Regions from separate parts of the Triticum aestivum genome. Here region 1 is linked to region 2. The links are chromatin contacts, called in public Hi-C maps. All regions are on one chromosome and are shown on one strand. The core of a region is the stretch at or near the end of the contact, and the rest is flanking DNA. Distances in the headings are between cores, read along the strand shown. Region 1 holds the start of LOC123086761 (DNA-(apurinic or apyrimidinic site) endonuclease). Region 2 holds the start of LOC123086754 (chlorophyll a-b binding protein CP26, chloroplastic).

Region 1 (6,617 bases), core at 721-3,220, 610 kb after region 2:
GAGTAATTTTTTCAAAAAATAGATATACTCTTGCAAAACTATCAGAAATCACCCTTTTAAGAAGCATTTTCAATAGACTACACATGTATCACAAAAACAGAGTTTTTACAAAGCCATTTCAAGGAACTACACATCTTATCCATAATGCGGAAATCTAATTTCAGCCAGAACCAATGGATCTGACATAAGGGATCCACTTTCCATAACTACAGGGTACAGGGCTACTCCCTTAGTATTACCTGTTTTTCTTCGCGTGACGACGTTGTGTCGTCTTTTAGCTCACTAGGATTTTTAGGTGCCCCTTTGGAACCAGCTGCTGGCATCCGCACTTCCTGGCAAGTGGCAAAGAAGTTCAGCAAAGATCCTACTCACTGATACATACATAATATGCTTAGATTGTTAAACTAAAAAATAAAGTAGAGAACCTAACCCGAGAACAGCATAATAGTTGCGATTACTGATTAAGAGTACAAAACAAAACAACAATTTGTGGCTAGGGCAACTAAACACCCAAAAGGACAAATAATAATATTATTAGGCTGCTAAGTTGTCATAACTCATAACAACTAAAGGTATTGGAATTGAACGGAAATAAAGACCTTGGCCTGTCATTTTTACAACCCAAAAGTGGGGTTTGTTATAAACCCAGTTCTACTCTACTGCACTAAAACAAGAACCCAAGGCGGATTTGGATTTCAACTATTGAGCTGCAATTTCAAAAAGAGGCTAGGGTTAATCGATCCACCATATCCAGACATCAGAATAATGTAGAAGGACATAAGTTTTCTCAAATAATGATTCAGCTTGAGAATTACTTCATCGTATGGCCTATATTTTGTTGTAACTGTACTATTGCTGCAAATCAGCACATGGTATAGGTACGAGAACTTGTTGTAGCAGCAGATAGTGGCTAATTGAGCAACCAAATAACTGGAATTGGAACACTAGGACTGACATAAGTAACAGATAGACCAAAAACAAGTTTTTCACATTTTCTTTCCGCAATGTTGCCAACATTAATCCAGGATAAGTTGATAACAAGAAACAGGCAAGTAGATATCAGTTCACTGATTTAAGAATATTTTCATAGCATTCAGTCTGTTTCATAAAATGCTCAACACAACCTCTGCAAACACCACCCTAGCCTTTACAACCATCAACACTGCATGCTCTCTACTCTCAGTGGTACATAGCCTTGATGTATTATGAGCAAATATAGCACAGCATGCCAAACAACCAGAAAAATGCACAGCAGGAATCGTCGGTCGGCATAATCAGTCACCAGCTAGTCAGCTAAGACAACTGGCACCATCAATCTCGCAAGGGATGCAGCACGCTGGAATTGGATTAAACCCTAGATCAATCAGATGGGTCAAACCCTAGATTACCAGAATTGGATTAATCTTGCACAAAAGGACAACTAAGATGTACTCGCCCCAATGTGCTAGATGAAATGCCTGCGAGCAACGGCAGCTCCTGCATGCCACATTGCAGCACACTCGCCTAAAAATCCCTCGGCACAGCACTCGCATTGCAGGCTAAAACCAAATCTAGGGTAGCAAGCAAATCCGGACACACAGAAAGGGTGCTGAATGAAACGCTCTTTGCCTTGGCTCACCTGGACGCAGATGACGTCGGGGTCGAGGCGGGCGACGAACTGACAGAACGCGGGCCAGTCGCTCTTCATCCGGAGCAGAAGGCTGTTGGCGTTCCACGTGATGAACCTGCGTGGCTCCTCGCCGGGAGGGCCGTCCCCGCCGGCGTCGGCCGCGGTGGGGGCGCGGCCATCAACGCAGTCAGAGATCGCGGCTCCGGCGGGCCTCTTCTTGGCGGGGGATCCGTCCTTGAGTACGGGCTGGAAGAAGCGCTTCATGGCTGGCTGGTGCGGCTGCGCTCCCCGGCAGCCGCCAGCAGGGGAGGGAACACCGGAAGTGAAGTAACGACGGGCAAAATACTTTTTTTTTTGCCGATAAAGGGCGCCTTCCGATATCTATCGTAGGTAAGGCCCAAGAAGCCCAGCAGCATCTCAGCCCAAGAAGCCCAGCAACAAACCGTGCACGATGCACAGCCGCCTCCGCGACACTCTCCGTTCTTCTCGCCGGTCCTTCCTCGACGGCTCGACCCCCACCGCGCCGGCGCTGCCGCGGAGCACCTCGGACGGCATGCAAATCAGGACATCCATACACAGCGGACAGCGCGCGCCCTAATTCTATCATATCGTGCCCCAGGTAGACCTCAAACCCGTCCCCCGTCCCCATGACATGCCGAGCGTGCTGCCCCGCTCCCCCGGCAAGGTGCCGGCAGCCGGGTGGCGGCACCCTTGTTCTCCCGGCGGCTTCCCACTTCGTGCCAGGGATTCGCTGCCACCAGTACCCAAAAAGCCCTCCTCGCCTCACCTTTGCCCACGCCGCCAAACACGCCTGCAGGCTTGCTTCCACTGAGGCACGCCGCCTCCAGGTCTGTCCACCTTTCCTCCACTGGACTGGCGTGCGGACTCGGAAGATTTCTTCATGTTTCGGTAAGGAACCCTAACGTTGCTTGGATTTCTGCCTCTTCGGGTCAAAGCCAAACCTCTTCTTCCTCTCATTTAGTTACTGAAAGTCTGAAACACTATGTACCATTTTGGTTTACATTTTTCTAATAAAATGTGTTGACGCAGCTTGCAAAGCAACTGGTTTGCACAACTTGCTAAACAATGACACTATTCAGGATGAATTTGATTCTGAGAGATCGGCGTCTCCTTTCTCGGTTGCTGGATTTTTCAGCAGGATGTCATTCTGGTGGATGAATCCCTTGATGAAGAAGGGTTACAGAAAGCCTCTTGAAGAGAAAGACATACCTGCGTTGGATGTTGCAGATCAAGCAGGCACTCAGTACTCAATGTTTGTGGACAAAATCAATGCTAAGCAATCATCTCTTTTCTGGGTAATTGTTTCATGCTACAAAAGGGACATTCTGTTTTCTGGGTTCTTCGCATTGCTCAAGGTACTCACTCTATCTTCTGGTCCGTTGCTCGTAAAGGAATTTATCAATGTATCCTCAGGAAAAGAAGCTTTCAAGCATGAAGGTGTTGTTATAGCACTTGGACTTCTTCTGTCTAAATGCTTGGAGTCATTAGCCCAGAGACAGTGGTATTTTCAAACACGGAGGGTGGGAATCCAAGTGCGGTCACTCTTGTCAGCTTCTATTTACCGAAAGCAACAGAAATTATCATGCTTTGCCAGTATAAAACATTCTTCTGGAGAGATAATGAACTATCTCATAGTAGATGCGTACAGGGTTGGGGAGTTTCCTTTCTGGTTCCATCGGACATGGACTACCGGCTTCCAACTTGGCATTGCCTTGGCAGTACTATACGATGCAGTTGGTCCTGCAACAATAGCATCTGTTCTTGTTATAATGCTTACTGTTCTACTGAATGCCCCTCTGGCCAGGCAACAGCAAGATTTCCAGAAGAAACTCATGGAAGCTCAAGACATGAGGTTGAAAGCTATGTCTGAGTCTCTTGTGAACATGAAGGTCCTGAAGCTTTATGCATGGGAGGCCCACTTCAAGAGTGTTATAGAACATCTTAGGGAGTTGGAGCTAAAATGGTTGTCAGCATTCCAACTAGGAAAAGCATATACTAGTGTTGTCTTCTGGGCATCACCTGCACTTGTTTCAGCGGCAACATTTATCGCATGCTATTTTCTGGGAGTCCCACTTAATCCTAGCAATGTATTCACCTTTGTAGCTGCACTGCGCCTTGTTCAGGACCCTATCAATCATATTCCAAACGTTATTGGCTCTGTAATTCAAGCAAGGGTTGCATTCTCTCGGATAAGCAGTTTTCTTGGTGAATCTGAGCTGCCAAAGGATCAAATTTCGATGGAGCATTGTGTGTGTAGTCAGTATCCTATAGTATTCAAATCTGGCTGTTTCTCATGGGACAGCTCAGGAAATCCAAATCCGAGGAATATTAATTTGGAGGTGAAAGCAGGAACGAAGGTAGCAATCTGTGGCGAGGTTGGCTCAGGAAAATCCACTCTTTTGGCAGCTATTCTGGGAGAGGTCCCAAGGACAGAAGGAATGGTATATTTTTGCTGCTTTGTGTTTAATTTACTTTGCTAACCAATGATCATAATAATGATGTATGTTATTCTGGAACCTCCCTTTCTACCATCAACTTATTATCCATTTAGTATTGTCACATGGTTAGCATGTAGTGTACTACTTACTCTACTGTGTTGCAGCTATGAATCTAGCTTACAGTAAATGTGTTTGGGTTATACTAACAAAACTACCTTTTGTAATCTAAAGAGTGAGGTTATAACATTTTGTTCTGTCTATAGTATTGGATCAAATTATGGGCATCAAACTTTTTGTCCTCGCAGGTTGTGGCTGCAACACACTGCTCCTTAGTGTCATTTTCCAATCCCTTATTCAGAGCATGAGTGTGCCATGTTCAATGCTGCCACAAGAATCTTCGTCGGGGATTGGGACAACATTTACTATAGGAATTGAGGTGGTTAAATGGCTTCTCTGTCGTGGTTCTCGGAATCCTCAGGTTCTTACTCCACCTGCTTTGCTTATCTCGCATGCATCGCAGCCTCGCTGGCCTTGAAACCTTCCGAGTTGATCCTGCAAAGGTCCCCTTTATGTTGGAAATTTTTCGTTTTACTTGTGATTTGCAAATGCGTCTGGATGGTTGATCACTTAGCCAGCTGTGGACTCTATCATAACGCCAACTGGCCACTGTGCAACGATCATGAGAGAAATATTGATCACCTATTGGTGCGATGCAGTACCGGAGTAGTGTTTTTTTCTTGGGCTCGTCTCCTAATTTCGCACCCACCCCACAGGCAATGCTTCCCTAAAGATTGGTGGATCAACTCCTATGACATTCAACAAGCTTTTCGAGGCGATTAGAGCTGAGTGTCAACTCTAGCAAAGGGCTAGAGCTAAGGGATTGGTTGTTCCCTTCCCTTACTTTGCCTACTAGTCGCTTTGTGGTCACTTTTTGTTTGCTTTTCTGGTTGTCAGCATGTCTTTCCTATTATAACTCTTGAACCTCTAGTACCTGATCTATAATTAGTTGGAATTATTTTTTCATGAGAAATGTGCATTATGCATAGTGCTTAGTTATAACAATGACTGTGTTATTAGCTTGGTTAGTGCAATCAACAAACAGTTGCACCACCCTCCTATTCCACTAAGTGGGAGAAGACAGGTTGGAGAAAAGTTAATTTTTTGTTGTGCATGTACTTACTGTTTATGTCATAGATATCTTCAATTAATATATTTTTAAAGTAATGTCTCTTAACATGTTTAGTAAACCTGCATATGATATTTTGCAAGACAGCAAAACAGAGGTCCAAATTTGGATTTCAATTTAAGCACAAATTACTAAATATTATTGGTGCGCGTGGACTGTTACACTTTTTTTCGAGTACTAATTTCATTGCTGAACATAATTGCAGAGTCATGTTTGTGGGAAAATAGCATATGTTTCTCAGGATGCATGGATTCAAACAGGAACTTTGCAGAACATACTTTTTGGGTCTAACATGGACAAGCAAAGATATGAAGAGACTCTCCGGCGGTGTTCTTTGGTGTATGACCTTGAAAGCTTGCCTTTTGGTGACCGTACTCAAATTGGGGAAAGAGGAGTTAATCTTAGTGGAGGACAGAAGCAACGTGTCCAATTAGCTCGCGCATTGTATCATGATGCAGATATATATATCTTTTGGATGATCCTTTCAGCTGCGTTGATGCACATACTGCTTCAAGTCTTTTAAATGTAGGGGTTATTTGTTGGCATCTCAGTTTGGCTACATGAGTCTCCAATTTTTCTAAATTTTAATGATCATTCTTTTGCAGGAATATGTGATGGGAGCTTTATCTGAAAAGACAGTTCTATTAGTAACCCACCAAGTGGAGTTCCTACACGCATTTGATTCTGTTGTCGTAAGTATTGACTCTTTATTCAACTATTGGCATTTTGAGAGGTTACATGCATGTTTCATTGCCGAGATAGAGGCTCCACCAGGCTTGTGGGATGCAATTTCCTCATGTAAGGTTTCCTAGCTTTCCCTTCAAGATCCTGCAGGGGTTGAGTGTTGGGCCCAACTGACATACAGGAATCAAGCTTTCTTCCTGATCCAGTCCTTGCTAATATGCATGTTAACCCTGGGTGATTGCTGCATATTATAGGATATTTTTTTATATTAATTTTATATACTAATAAGGGTCAATCAAGTAAAATAAGTGATTATTAGTAAAAACTAAAGTATTTGCTAATATACCAGTTTTAGGATTCATGGTGTGAGTCCAGGGAAGCACACGGATCTCCTCTTATGCTTAACAAAGGGGGAGGCTAAGGGGCTTCATTACCACCTTGAATAAACAGAGTAGGCTTAGAAGTGTTTAATTGCAAGGATCAGATAATAGTGGGGTTTATAGGGCGATTTTCATTTGGCATTTGGCTATAAGCATATATTCATCCCACGTTTCATGGCTATTTTTTTCTCCCTTTCTTTATTGAGGTGGTGCTACTGGTGTTCCTGGGTAGTAACAGATTTGAAGTGATTCCTACCACCTGTCCTATTATTAAGTTGGTTGCACCTACAAAATTGCGA
Region 2 (6,980 bases), core at 4,417-6,916:
ACTTTTCTCTTGACCGCATGCATCAGCTCGTCGTCCACGTCAAGAGAAAGAATAGGGTAAGAAAAGCTGGAGGGGTTGCTGCCTTGTTCCCATCTCATCCATCTCCCGGCCTAGCCCTACAACAATGCGTAGTTTTTTTTCTGGAAGTTACCCTATAACAATAGTTAGGGTATACTCTGTGGACTATGGTTCCCCTGTCAGAAGACACAAAGACAAGTCTTTCTTGAGAGGAAAGCACGAGAAGCAGGCCCTAGAAGAATAATCAAAGGACGAACACCCCTAGCTTTAGCTTCATGGTGTACACATGCTTCCTACTAGTTGACCCATAGGTTAGGGTTAGGGTTGGGAGAGTGAGTGACAAGTGCTCCAAGGAGGGACACGATGATGCAGCACTAATGCTCGGCTCGTCCTATCTTTGTGTGCAAGAGAAGAGCTCACGCATGCATGCTTGCATGCAACATGCATGCATGTGAACTCTGCCGCGCCACAGGACAAGGGCAGTTGTTCTTGAGTTGGCACCAGCCGAGCCAACCAATCAAGGAAAAGGAGATCCATCCACCTTCTCATCACAACCGGCTTGTGTAGTCAAATCTTTAAACAGGAGCAAAAGCAATTAAATCACATGTGGAGAGAGCAGAACGAGGTGTTGTTTTAGAACACTTGTGTGGGAAAATCAGAAAGATCCTGTGATCCACTGCATTGCATATGAGGTGGTCCACTGGAGGCAGTAGTAGCATCACAGTGCACAAAGCAGCAGCAGCAGCAGCAGGAATTCACTCACGCCAGTGGGGGTGAGGGTGAAGCAACGAGCGCCTGCGATCCTGCTGCTGCTGGTGGCATAAAGCCGTGCACGCAAGGGCGGGGAGATGGGCGCTAATCACGGCGGATCGAGCAGAGCAGGACCACACGAGGAAGAGCGTTGCTGCTGAATTGATGGTGCTCCGATCGGTCGATCCTGCCTTCAACCTCCGTCCCGGGAGGGAATTGCACAAACCACCGCTTATTGGGGCTGGTGTTGCACAAAATACCTACTATATGAGTTTGTTGCGGAAAATACCACATATTGGTGTAATACGTTGCAGATAGGTCTAATCTAGTATTTGGATGCATTGACATAATTACTGAGAAATGGGTCCCGCTTCTAAGTGTACGCGTGACAATAAAACCCGGCCACATCAGCCAATGTATATTAGACCAAGAAGTGAAAAGACCAGAGTTAAAAAAACTGTTTAATAAGTGGGCTGGAAGCCGACTCACAAAAATAGATGGACTGAAAGCCGATGTCGATGAAACAAGACACAACCATCTCGTACATAGTGGCTCGAGCAAAGAGGGACGCAGATTTTTAGAGCACTTGCACCCATGCCCTGCTATCCTGGTCCTCCAATATTGCTTTAAGATCTGTGCGAGACAACTAAATTTGTATATGCATTTTTTCTCTTTTTCGTTTCTCTCATATAGAACATGTTTTGAACTTCAAACTTTGCAGCGCAGCAAAACTTACTAACTATAATGTGAGATAAAAATTTCAGAATTTTTCGTCCAACATAAATACTAAAATATATATATATTAATCAAATAAAACTTATTTTTTATATTTATGTTGGGCGGAAAAATCTAAAAAAACTATCCTAGATTTTAGCTAGAAAGCTTTACTGTTCTGCAAAGGTTTTAACTTGAAGACTTTACTGTTCTGCAAAGGTTTTAACTTGAAGACATGTTCTATGTGATAGAAACAAAAAAGAGAAATGTACTTGCACGGATCTTGATACGAAGAATGGATGGCTAGATAAGAGGGGCCTAGGTGTAGGTGCTCTAAAATATATTTTCGGAGCAGAGAGGAACGACCTAGCACAGAGTTTCCGCATAGGAACAGCAGGCGGCGGCGACCATCCCATCAGTGGTGATGGAGCCGTTACCCAATCGTCGGGTAAGCACCCCCCTCTCACCTGAGCTATGCTCGTCTTCTCCCCTACCTTCCTAGGTCTTCTTCTCCCTCATGAAACCCTTACATTTTTGGGGATAAATTTTGCCGTTGATCGATGTATTTTTGTTTAGGATCCTATTTTTTGGGACGTTTGTGTTGTTATTACTTAGGTTCTGCGCTTGATTTTGACATGTGTTTAAGGCCTTGTCCCTTGTGTCGGTATAAATTTTGTTTCAGCAACATATCTGATTATTATCCTTTATCCAACTTTCATGCCAGCTACTTGATGCTAAAATCTAATGGGAACAATATCTACCATGTTTTTGTGTTGGTGATCTCATGCCGAACTTGCTTCATTTAAATTTGGGTTCAAAAGTTAACAATTTTAGAAAAGTGTGAATTTTTTTGACATTTTCAGAAAAATGTGAAATAATTTCAGTAAATACTACATATATTCAATACTAATCTAGGAAAGTTTCGGCTCAACTGGACCACAGGTTTTGGAGATAATGACAGTCTAATATGTTGGCTGATGTGGCCGGTTTTATTGCCACATGTGCACTTACGAGCGGGACCCATTTGTCAGTAATTATGTCAATGCATCCAAATACTAGATTAGACCTATCTGCAATGTATTACACCAATATGCGGTGTTTTCCGCAACAAACCCGTATAGTAGGTGTTTTGCGCAACACCAGCCCCAATAAGTGGTGGTTTGTGCAATCCAGAGAGAGTCCAGGAGGATGTTTTGATCCTCAAGTTATTGCGCACTGGGCGCTGGCTTAGCGTGGCGAGGAGATGAGATGAGATGAGATGGGATGATCAGCTGCTGCTGCTGCCTGCTGCATGTCGTGGGCAAGTGCAGAGAACGTGTGTTGCAGGCGTTGCAGGAGACTAGGAGAGGGTGGTGCTACGTGCTGGTTGCCTGCCTGGCTCCTCGGCTGTTGGATGCTCGGAGCAATCGGCCTTCTGAATAAAACTGTCCTACCCCCGCAAAAAACAAGAAATAATGAAACTGCCCTAAATGTACTATTTGAATGCAGCATGTGTGTGAGTATGTGCGTTTGTAAAGGTGAGTGTACGTGCGTATGTATGAGCGTCCGCGTCTGCACTGTATTAAAAAATGAAAAGAAGAAGAAAACATGTAATAACCTTAGTAAAGGAAAAAATGATCAAAGGGCAATGGATGATTTGGGCCTTCTGATGGGCCAAGTCAGCTTGGCCCATTGCATTGTAAACATGGTCAATGTGCACCATGGACCAAACTCACCGTAAGATATTATTTGCATGGGCCATTGGTGGTAGAAGCAAGACACCTTACATACAAGTGTGTTAGAGGGCCCATGCATGAACTTTAGTAGCACCTCTATTAATCATGAAAAACTTTAATAAAATTAGGAAGCACTGATACTGCATGCATTTTCTTTTTCTTTGCATGAAAACTTCCAATGTATTCATCTTCAATCACGACTGCATGCATTTACCCTGTCCCATCTAACTTTTTGGATCAAACTTTAATCCAAAAATGGAGAAACTAAAAATACGCGCATTTGATCTCAATAGTAGCAAATTTGAATTTGTTGTCAATGGTATTTTAGAAAATACCATTCAAAGAAGTATTTTTGAGTTCTTTTTTGGTATGTCAAATATTGGATTCAATATGCATTTGCAACTTCGGTCTATATGATACATACATGTTGTCTTTATATTCTTGTGATATACAAAAGTTTTTTAAATTACTATTGACATAGAAATTTTGCTATATGTGAAGAACATAGCCTAGAGTCTGTAAGATTTTGGTATAATTCCAGCACTTCAGATTCGGCAATAATATATTTGTAATCTATGCATACAATGTACTAATCGATAACGGGTTCACTATATATATGCAAGGACTTAACCAATCAAGTTTCAAAAAGAGTCAATCTGGTTTTTAACGATGATGAAAACCATTTCAGAAATTACTCAAGTAGCAGTGGTCCGATACTCCCATCAGAAATCAGAACGGTCATGTTTCTTCTGCCCTTGATAATTTACACGTACGGCACATTCGTACTCTCAAACTTTTCCCGGTAAAATTCACACAGCACATGCTGCTGCATCGCGCGCACGCAGCTGATCATCAGCAACCGACGGCGGCGGACGGGCAATAAACGGCCAGCTCACAGGCTGGGCACCCTCTCGGCGGCGCCGGAGATGACGGTGAGCAGGTTGTTGCCGAAGGGGTCGCTGAGGTGCGCGCACAGGTTCTCGAAGGGGCCCTCGCCGGTGACGTAGGCCTGGATGAAGAAGCCCAGCATGGAGAACATGGCCAGCCGCCCGTTCTTGATCTCCTTCACCTTGAGCAGCGCCGCCTGGTCGGGGTCGGTGGCGAGGCCGAGCGGGTCGAATGGGCCACCGGGGTGGAGCTTGTCGTCAAATTCCTGCCGGAGAAGTTGACCAAACCGTTGGTCACTACAAGGACGCCTGGCTGCGGCAACGCATATCTATGTTTCAGGATACTGACCAGCCCGTTGGTGATCCTGTAGTACTCGGCGCCTCCGACGAGGACGACCTCGGCGACGACGGCGAGGATGAGGTTGATGGGGATGCTGTTGCCGAAGTAGTTGAGGGTGTTCCCGTCAAGGAGCAGGGCGCCGGTCTGCAGGATGTATGTTGTTTATGGCACCGTGAGCTCAAACTTCCAAAGTTCTGAATCTGAAGCCGTGAGAAATGACGATCTGCATTCAGCAATTACCTTGAACCAAACTGCCTCGGGACCGCAGTTTGCGCCGAACTTGTTGAGCGCCTCGGGGATGATGAATCCGGCGGCGCCGAGCATGGCCCACCTGGCATGGATGAGCTCAAAGGCCTGGTACCTGCAGCATTGAGGTGTAGAGCAGGATCGCTTAGTCGAGAGAATATGTTCTGAAATTTGACAGAACACTTCACAGATTAGTCTATACTTGCAAAATGCAGATTACTACTGTCTGTACTTACTTGGCGAAGTCCTCTGGCTTCTTGCCCAGGCCAAAAGGATCATAGCCGTAGCTGCAACTCCAAAGGGAAAGCAAGCAATTAGTTCAGATGGATATCACTTATGCTTACATACATGAGCATTTCAGTTATGTGAGAACTTGTGATGTACTCCATGCTGCTAAAGGAAACAGTATTGTGCTTTGCTCTTGCAGAGCTATGACAAAGCATGACTGATGTGTATGGTGTGTAGAGTAAATGGAGTTGAGGCCTATGACTTACTCTCCGGGAACCTCTCCGTTGAGGTACTCCGGCACCTCCGACCGGTCAAGGAGACCGTTGGGCAAGTAGATCCTCCTGTCAGGACCTGAAACAAAATAGAAGACAGATTTAGACACACACGAATATTCAGAACTGAACAAGTTATCTGATAAGAGTGAAATCTCAGCTGAGAGCCCGTCAGATTTCTTTGTACTCACCGTACCACTTGGCGAGCTCGTCGTCGATGCCCACGCTCGAGGTGGCCACGGGGGCGGGCTTCGGCTTCGGGGCGGGCTTCTTCTTGAAGCGATCAAAGAGGGAGACGATCTTCTGTGCGCCAGCAGTTGGTGCCGCTGTGGCGTACCTGGAGGAGCCGGCGAAGTTGAGCCGGGTGCCGAGCATCTTCGTCGGAGCGAGCGCCGCCATTGCCTCGAGCCCAAAGTTGAGGGAGAAGGGGCGTGCTCAGCTCAGCAAGAAGGGAGGATGTGATGGGTGGTTGTGGAGGGAAATGTGGGGTAGTTTAAATGGTTGGAAATGAGGATTGGAGGATGTTGTGGGCCCATCAAGGATAGGCCAAGGGGGCTGTGATTGGCTCAGTATTCAGGAGGGCTATCTGTTGCTTGGGCCTGATTGGGCGGTATGTGCTGACTTGGCAGATGAGGGTGCTGATGTGGCACCATTAGGGCCGCTTGCTATCTCGTTTATCAGGAGCCATGAGATACCAATTGGTCCAAACATAACAGATAGGGACAGATATCCAATGAGAGATGGAGAGAACCAAGACAAGAGTTCCAGACCACACACACCCCCGAGAGTTCCATCACAATTTGACAGCACCAAATCAGGCTCAAGTTTTAGCAGATGAGATGAGCAAAACCAGTAACAGAACATAAGCCGACATGTACAACGATCATAAAAATCTTCATCGGTTTGAATTTTCTTTCTTAACTACCACAATGTTCAACATTTCCAGAATTTCAAACAATCCCTATAGCATAATGTCAGAACCCTACTTGAATACAAACCTACTTACAAATGTTCAAAATGGGATATTAATGTGACACGGTAGTCTCTATCCAACTAATCACCATCTAAGATAGCAAATAGCAGCAGCCATCTGGTGGTGCAGCTCAGTGCCATTTTTCAATCTGTTTTGAAGTTGCGGTGGCAAGCTTTTTGGTGTTTACAACCAACTCGTCAAACAAACCGGCAATGGTGTCCCTGGAATAGAGAAGAGGAGGAAAGGGTGAGCAACCATGGAACAATACACATTCTTTTGCATGCAAATTGAAGTTATCTTCCGGGTGTGGCAAATGCCATAAGGTAGCAACTTGACGAATTTCAACCATGAGAAACAAAGATTAAGTTATGCGAGGGTGATATAATACTTAGTTTCCTTCTCATCCCAAACAGAGAACTTGCACAGATCTTCAAGATTTCAAAGTAAACATCAAATCAAATTATGTTCTATTTTAGACTACAATTTTCAGAAATGTTGGCATATTAGTGCAGTAAAACACATGTGCATTAACTGAGAGAGGAATGAGTAGTGTTGGGGCCTCAACTTGATTTTTAACCATGACAAAACAAAACTGATTAAGTTATGTCTAATACGAGAAAAAATGCAGTTTTTGTTCATATAAAACAGAATCTCAAACAATTAGTGCTGAAATAGCTCAAATTCTGAAATTAATACTAACAAATCTGTTTTCTGTAACATCCTACCAGGTCTATTTATTCAAAACCCTCATGCTGTCAGAAATAGAGTAATAGCACAGTTTGATATTGTAGTTTATGTCAGAAGTCACGAATGAGATGCTATTTTTGTTTGTTTTTG

The links. A called contact is a pair of places that touch in the nucleus more often than the background predicts.
Region 1: a Hi-C map of leaf shows a contact between it and region 2, with 8 times the contacts expected there. The contact joins the promoter of LOC123086761 here to the promoter of LOC123086754 in region 2. A contact is called at or near these places in 2 of 5 Hi-C or Micro-C datasets (both in leaf).

Annotation. Positions count from the first base shown.
Region 1 is chr4A:534,883,922-534,890,538 of IWGSC CS RefSeq v2.1, forward strand. It overlaps LOC123086761 (DNA-(apurinic or apyrimidinic site) endonuclease), which reads right to left and starts at 1,971. Exons shown (of 9, transcript XM_044508554.1): 1 at 1,619-1,971; 2 at 240-332. The coding sequence starts at 1,873. It also overlaps the pseudogene LOC123086762.
Region 2 is chr4A:534,271,520-534,278,499 of IWGSC CS RefSeq v2.1, forward strand. LOC123086754 (chlorophyll a-b binding protein CP26, chloroplastic) reads right to left here and starts at 5,667. Exons shown (of 6, transcript XM_044508544.1): 1 at 5,362-5,667; 2 at 5,165-5,249; 3 at 4,907-4,957; 4 at 4,665-4,785; 5 at 4,434-4,568; 6 at 3,920-4,350. The coding sequence starts at 5,569. The coding sequence ends at 4,090. LOC123086755 (protein TRIGALACTOSYLDIACYLGLYCEROL 5, chloroplastic) reads right to left here. Exons shown (of 3, transcript XM_044508545.1): 3 at 6,057-6,364. The coding sequence ends at 6,274.